Linked DNA regions of Mus musculus: region 1 is linked to region 2. A link is a contact called in public promoter capture Hi-C data. All regions are on one chromosome and are shown on one strand. Each heading gives the region's core, a stretch centred on a gene start, on an enhancer-like site or on the middle of the called end of the contact. The rest is flanking DNA. Distances are from core to core; before and after follow the strand shown.

Region 1 (3,129 bases), core at 541-3,040, 640 kb after region 2:
CAGGGCTACACAGAGAAACCCTGTCTCCAAAAAGCCAAAACAGGCTGGGCAGTGTTGGCGCCGGGCAGCAGAGGAAGGTGGATCTCTGGAGTTTGAGGTCACCTTGGACTACAGAGTGAGGTCCAAGAAGGTAAAGGCTTTTACACTGAGAAGTTCTGTCTCCACAAACAAACAAAAAACAAAGACATCTCAAAAAAAAAAAAAAAAATCCCTCATCTGACATCTCCCTGTCGCCCATACTTAAGTAGCTTGAAAATAAAACCTCTCACCTGGGCTGGTGAGGTGGCTCAGGAGGAAGGTGCTGGCTGCTCAGAGTGATGACCCGTCCAGGTTGGATTTCTGGCCTCTGTACATGTACTATGGCATGTGTAAATGTGTGCACATTCATGTGCTATGGGATATGTGAGTGCATGCATAGGTGCATACAAAACAAACAAACAAACAATGTATGAATGTAGTTAAAATCTCTCAGCCCGGGTTGGTGAGATGGCTCAGCAGTCCAGAGTGCATATTGGCTTTACAGAGGACCTCAACTCGGTTCTCAGTACCAGAGTCTGGTGGCTCCACCTCCTCATTCAGCAGCCCCTGGCCTCTGTGGTCATCTTCACCCAAGTGTAGACTCTCACACACACACACACACACACACACACACACACACACACACACGTAAAAACAAACAAGCAAACCCCCCTGCTCATCCTTTTCAGTGAGCTGTTTCGTGATCTTTCCAGAATATTCTAGTGTCTCAATGGACACAGAGGCTGTTTTTCTTCGGGATAAAGAGAATTAGCCTCTACTATGCAGAGTAAAAACCAAGCTTCTTAACATGAGCATCTTTTATGAGGTTATTGGTATTTCCCATTGTTTTACACACTCCCTTCTTGAGTCTAACAATGCCATCTGAGGTCCCCAGAGAGTCCAGAGGGGGCCTCACAATGCATTCACTTAGGGATGAGCGGTGAGGGGCCTGCTTCTTCTAGCAGCTGCTGGTCCTAGGATAGAGTGAGCTGGAATCCCTGTACCAGTAATGTTCAAAGGTCATTAGGTGGCTACAAGGGAAATCAATTTTGCAAAATGCCATTTCGCTCAGTTCTGACACTGCTTAACTTTGCTTTACAGTTGGCAAGTAAGCTGGGAGAGGCTGAGTGCTTTGCCTAGTTACCCCTGGGAGAAATGGTACCAGGGTCTGATACTGGCCCCTTCAGTCCCCAAGGTTTTGCTGCCCTGCAGAGTCTTCCTTCTAATTCATATTCTGTCTGTCAGTCAGTCTGTCTGTCTCTATCCTTATCTTGCAGATAAGGATTAAGTTCTCAGCCTGCCTACTGTCATGCTCCCACTATGATGGTCTTGGACTCACCCTCTGAGACCTAAGCTGCCATTAAAAGCTTCCTCCTGTGGGTTGCCCTGGCCATGGTGCTTGGTCACAGCAGGAGAAAAGTAACTAAGACAAGTGGTCTACCCACGAACTCTCGTTGAACAGATAAAAGAACATTGCAGCCCACAGAACAGCTGGCCTTGCCCCCAACTCATACAGACAATAGGGTTAGAAGGTGACACACTCCAGGTCACACAGGGAACACTGACACACTGTGACAGGCTGGAGAGCTGCACCATAGCACTGGAGAGGTGATCCTCCTGATTCAGGGGGTAGCGGTAGCTGAGTTGGCCTCTAGAAGTGTGAGGGTAAAGACTCTAAGAGAAGCCACAGTCAGCAGAGTGGGGGCCAAAGAGGAGACTGAGTCAGTCCCAAACAGATCCAGAGCACAGCAGGAAACCCGCCCCTCTACCACAGGAAACACAAGAAACAAAGCACAGACCTTTGTAACCCTGATTCCTTAGATAAGCAACCAAAGGTACAGCCAAGCAAAAGAGAAAGTACATAAATTTGACCTTATTAAAATTCAAAACTTTTGTGCAGTAAAAGGCGCTATCAAAACAGGGAGCAGCAGAGAGGACTCAGTGGTTAGGAGCACTGGCTGCTCTGCCGAATCCTGGTTCAATTCCCAGCACTCTCAAGATGGCTCTCAAAACTGTAACTCTAGTTCCAGGGACTCTGACACCCGTTTCTGGCCTCTGTGAGCACTGCACACACATAGTGCCCAGACATATATGGAGGAAAAAGACCTACACACATAAAGTAAAATGAACAAAATCCTTTTTAAAAAAGTAAAAAGGGCTGGGTCTGGAGGCACATGCCTAGGTGGGAGGATCTCTGTGAGTTCAAGGCCAGCCTGGTCCATAGAGACCTGAGTTTGGTCCTTGGGATCCACAAGGTGGAAGAGGAGAACTGAACCCCACAAAATGTATTCTGACCTCCACACGGTCCCCCAAAATACATGGATGTAATTTAAAAATTAAAAATAAAGACAAATCAGTTACAGAATGGGCAAGGAACGAGAGCAGATATTTCTCCAAAGAAGACTACAAATGGTTAGCAAGCACACAGCACATAAAAGATGCCCGTAGTATCAGTGACTGGGAAATGCAGAGCGAAACAAGGAGCAGCCCTTCAGACCTGACAGCAATCACAAGCGTGGGGCAGGATGCAAGGCAGCTGGGGCTCCTCTCCAGGGTTCGTGGGAATGGCCATGGCACAGGTGCTGGGAAGATGGTTCACTCATCCTAAAAAGCTAGCCATGTGGTAACCACATGGCCCGCTATTTCACTGGTATGTGTGTTCCCTAGGAGGAATTACAGCATACAAGACAGGTACCTGGTTGTTCACACCAGCACCATTTGTAATAGCAGCCTGGAGCAGAACGTCCCCAAGGCCTCACTGAAGAGAGGAGAGGCCAATGAGGGGTAAGCAAGCTGCTCACCCATGCAGTGAACATGGCGCCAGTGCACACAGCGAGTGCGCTGTGAGACATGTTGGGTAGGTGAGGCAGACACAGAGGACCATGGGGAAACCACGGGGAAACCACGGGAAAGGGCTGCATTTATAGGAAGTATCCAGAAGACAGAAACAGAGAAAGTAAGTGTAGCAAAGGAGGGATTTCCAAGGGCCAAGGAGGAGGAGGATGTGAGGGAGGAGGAGGAGGGGGAGGAGGGGGAGGAGGAGGAGGAGGAGGAGGAGGAGGAGGAGGAGGAGGAGGAGGAGGAGGAGGAGGAAAGAGTAATTAGTTTCCT
Region 2 (3,091 bases), core at 468-2,967:
GCTGCTCATAGGACTTGAATCAGTGTCTAGCACCTATGCTGGTCAGCTCACAACTGCCTATAACTTAAGACTCCAGGGGCTCTGAGCCTTACTCTACCCTCCATAAGTACCCATACACATGTGGCACACACACACACACACACACACACACACTCATGAAAGAAAGGAATAAATCCATTTACAGATCAGATCACAACATGGAGAAAATAACTCCCTGAAATTCCAATCTGCCTTTAAAACATAAGTAAAAAAGTAAAACCAAGGACTGGAGAGATGGCTCAGCGGTTAAGAGCACTGATTGCCCTTCTGGAGGGCCCGAGTTCAATTCCCAGAAACCACACGGTGGCTCACATCCATCTGTAATGGGATCTGATGCCCTCTTCTGGTGTGTCTGAGGATAGCAACAGTGTACTCACATAAAACAAATTAAATAAATCTAAATCTTACCAAAAAAAAAAAAAAAAAAGTGAAAAAGCAGCCAAACTGAAATCAAGCATGTGAGTAATTAGTTTTCCTTGTCCCCAGGATTCCTGGGCAGGAGGCACAGGCATTAATGTCAGAGTACTCTTTAATGGCTGAGCCATCTCTCTAGCCTGTCAGGACGCTCTTAGAGAAAAATCAATGGATCTCGGGGCCCAGCCATTCCCAGATGGTGAGCCCAAGTCGTCAAGGCTCTTTCTTGGATGTCTGAGAGCAAAGGAGAAAAATCTGGAAGCACTACTAAATATATTAATTACTCATATCCTCCCCCCCCCCCCCAGCCTGGACTATACAGTGAGTTCCAGGCCAGCCAGAGCTACACAGTGAGATCCTGTTTCGATAAACAAATAAATAAATAGTCTAAAAAAAATCAGATGCCCTTTAAAAAAAAAACTTTACGTTAGATTATTCGTGAAATGGGCCCCAGAAAAGGAAGAGGGCGTTCATAGTTAAGAACTGGAATCCCGCTGAGTAATGGTGGAGCATACATGCCCTTAGTCTCAGCACTTGGCAATCAAGAGGCAGGCAGATCTCTGAGATCATGTCCGGCCTGGTCTACGGAACAAGTTCCAAGTTCCAGTGCAGCCTGAGCCACCCAGAGAAACCCTGTCCTGAGTCCCCGCTTCCCCCACCCCTACCCCAAACCCCCGTAATCGTCTGTGCTGGAAATTAATTGTCCTACTGACTACCCATCTACTCTACGACTTGGGCACCTCGGGGCGGGTCCCCAGTCCCCACCTTTTGCCTTTCCTCGAATGCCATTCCTCGATCTCCATCCTCCTTGGGCAAAAAAAGGTCAGCAGAGATCTCAGCAGAATAACAGCCCAATTTAGTTAGGGAATCGAAACCAACTCACCCTAAGTTCCAGGAAGTCCAATCTGTGATTCTGGGATTCTCCTGCTTCCTCCTGCCGCGCTACAGCTCACTGGATTCTACGTGATCTCCGAGGGGCGCTCGTCCGGTCTATCCTGCGCTCAGTTCCTGTAGGATCATCAGTCTCCCGCCGCTCCCGGACCGCGGTCTTCTGCCTCGTTGACAATGCACGCCAGGTCGGAGCAGGTCCCCGGTGTCCTGAGTCCCCTCCCTTGGTGCAACCTTAAAGCTCTCGCCTCTCGGAGGAACTCCGCACCAGCCGCGGTTCCCGCCTAAAGTCAAATTTGGGCCAACGCAGCAATGCTCCAGCAGAGTCCTCAAAACCAACCTGTCCGACAGCTATTTCTGTCCAGAGTTCTGCTCCGGAAGCCGCGGCCAGTTTGACACGCCTTCCCCCGGCTTTCTACTCCTACTGGAGATATGCCAGCTTCCCACACCCGCTCTCTGGACAGCTCCCAGTTGAAGCCCCTAGTTGGCTGATTCTTTCCCCAAATCCATTAAATAGTTACTCTTCCCAGGTTCTCTGTTTGAGGTCTTGAATTTGGGGGTTGAGAAAATAAGGTTGCAGAGAGCCCTGATAGCCAGTGTAAGGGATAGCCTGGAACTTCAGCATAATTAAAAAAAAAAAAAAAGAAAGAAAAAGAAAAAGAAAACGAAAGTGAGGCGGATGTCCTGAGTCATTTTCCTCTCTCGAGGCAAAAGGCCTTGTCCTCTGACTTCAACGTGTGCACTGGCCCTGGCACGCAAACGCATGCATACCACACCGGTAAATACATAAAAATGGAGGTAACCCGTAGAAGTGCTGAGGCGGTTCCTTTAGCTGCTTTGTGTTGAATAATCCTGGGGCAGGGGATGGAGAGTAATGGAGGAAGTTTAAGGGAGTGTGAAGTTACCCAAGTAGGGGTCAGTTCCTTTTTTTCCCCTTCTAAGGTCATCTCCAAACTTTGTTATTTTTCAAGATGAGTTTATTATTTGTCAGTTATACCCCCAGTTAGCTAGTATAAGAAATAACCTTTCATTAGCTAGTTGGTGGTGGCACAGACCTTGAGTCCCAGCACTCAGGATCTCTGTGAGTTCGAGGCCAACCTAGTTTACAAATCCAGTTCCAAGAGCGCTAAAGCTCTACACACACACACACACACACACACACACACACACACACTCAGATATATGTTGAGATATATATCTCAAAAATAAAACTAAAACAAAATTTAAAAAGAGGAAGGAAAGAAAGAAGAAAATGCCGTTGGCTGACTCATGCTATATAGCTGGGAAAGAATAGAAATAAATTGTATGGGGAGACATTTTACTTTGAGGCAACATAGTTCAGGGATGTCTGGGGGGCTTAGTTTACCTGTTTTCTCACTTCTTTTCTTTATTAAAGATTTATTTATTTTATATTATGTGAGTACACTGTCATTGTCTTCAGACATACCAGAAGAGGGCATCAGAACCCATTACAGATGGTTGTGAGCCACCATGTGGTTGCTGGGACTTGAACTCATAACCTGTGGAAGAGCAGTCAGTGCTCTTAACCACTGAGCCATTGCACCTGCTCCATTTTCTCTCTCTCTCTTTTTTTTTTTTTTTTGCCCTTTCTCCCCACAGACATTCCCCACAAGATCTCATGTAGCCCAGGCTGGCATGGAATTCACTGTGTAGCCAAGAGTGTTCTTAGACTGTTGGTCCTCCAGCCTCCCCTCCTTCATCCTGGGATAACAGAAGTGCACCACCACAC

What was found. Promoter capture Hi-C pulls out the DNA fragments that hold promoters and counts their contacts.
Region 1: a promoter capture Hi-C map of liver shows a contact between it and region 2, with 2.6 times the contacts expected there. The contact joins the enhancer-like site here to the promoter of Mlkl in region 2. A contact is called at or near these places in 6 of 39 promoter capture datasets (the C10 cell line, HPC-7-derived erythroid cells, liver and 2 more) and 2 of 484 Hi-C or Micro-C datasets (LSK cells and embryonic stem cells).

The regions. Positions count from the first base shown.
Region 1 is chr8:111,974,826-111,977,954 of GRCm38.p6, forward strand. The region is part of intron 8 of Adat1 (adenosine deaminase, tRNA-specific 1); the gene reads right to left. Among named protein-coding and RNA genes, the nearest start is that of Adat1, 16 kb to the right of the region's middle. Within about 2 kb of position 1,791, at least 49 of the 459 cell types and tissues checked have an H3K27ac peak or open chromatin away from gene starts, as enhancers often do. A contact at or near this core is called in LSK cells and liver, where this site is marked.
Region 2 is chr8:111,336,488-111,339,578 of GRCm38.p6, forward strand. Mlkl (mixed lineage kinase domain-like) reads right to left here and starts at 1,718. Exons shown (of 11, transcript NM_029005.3): 1 at 1,337-1,718.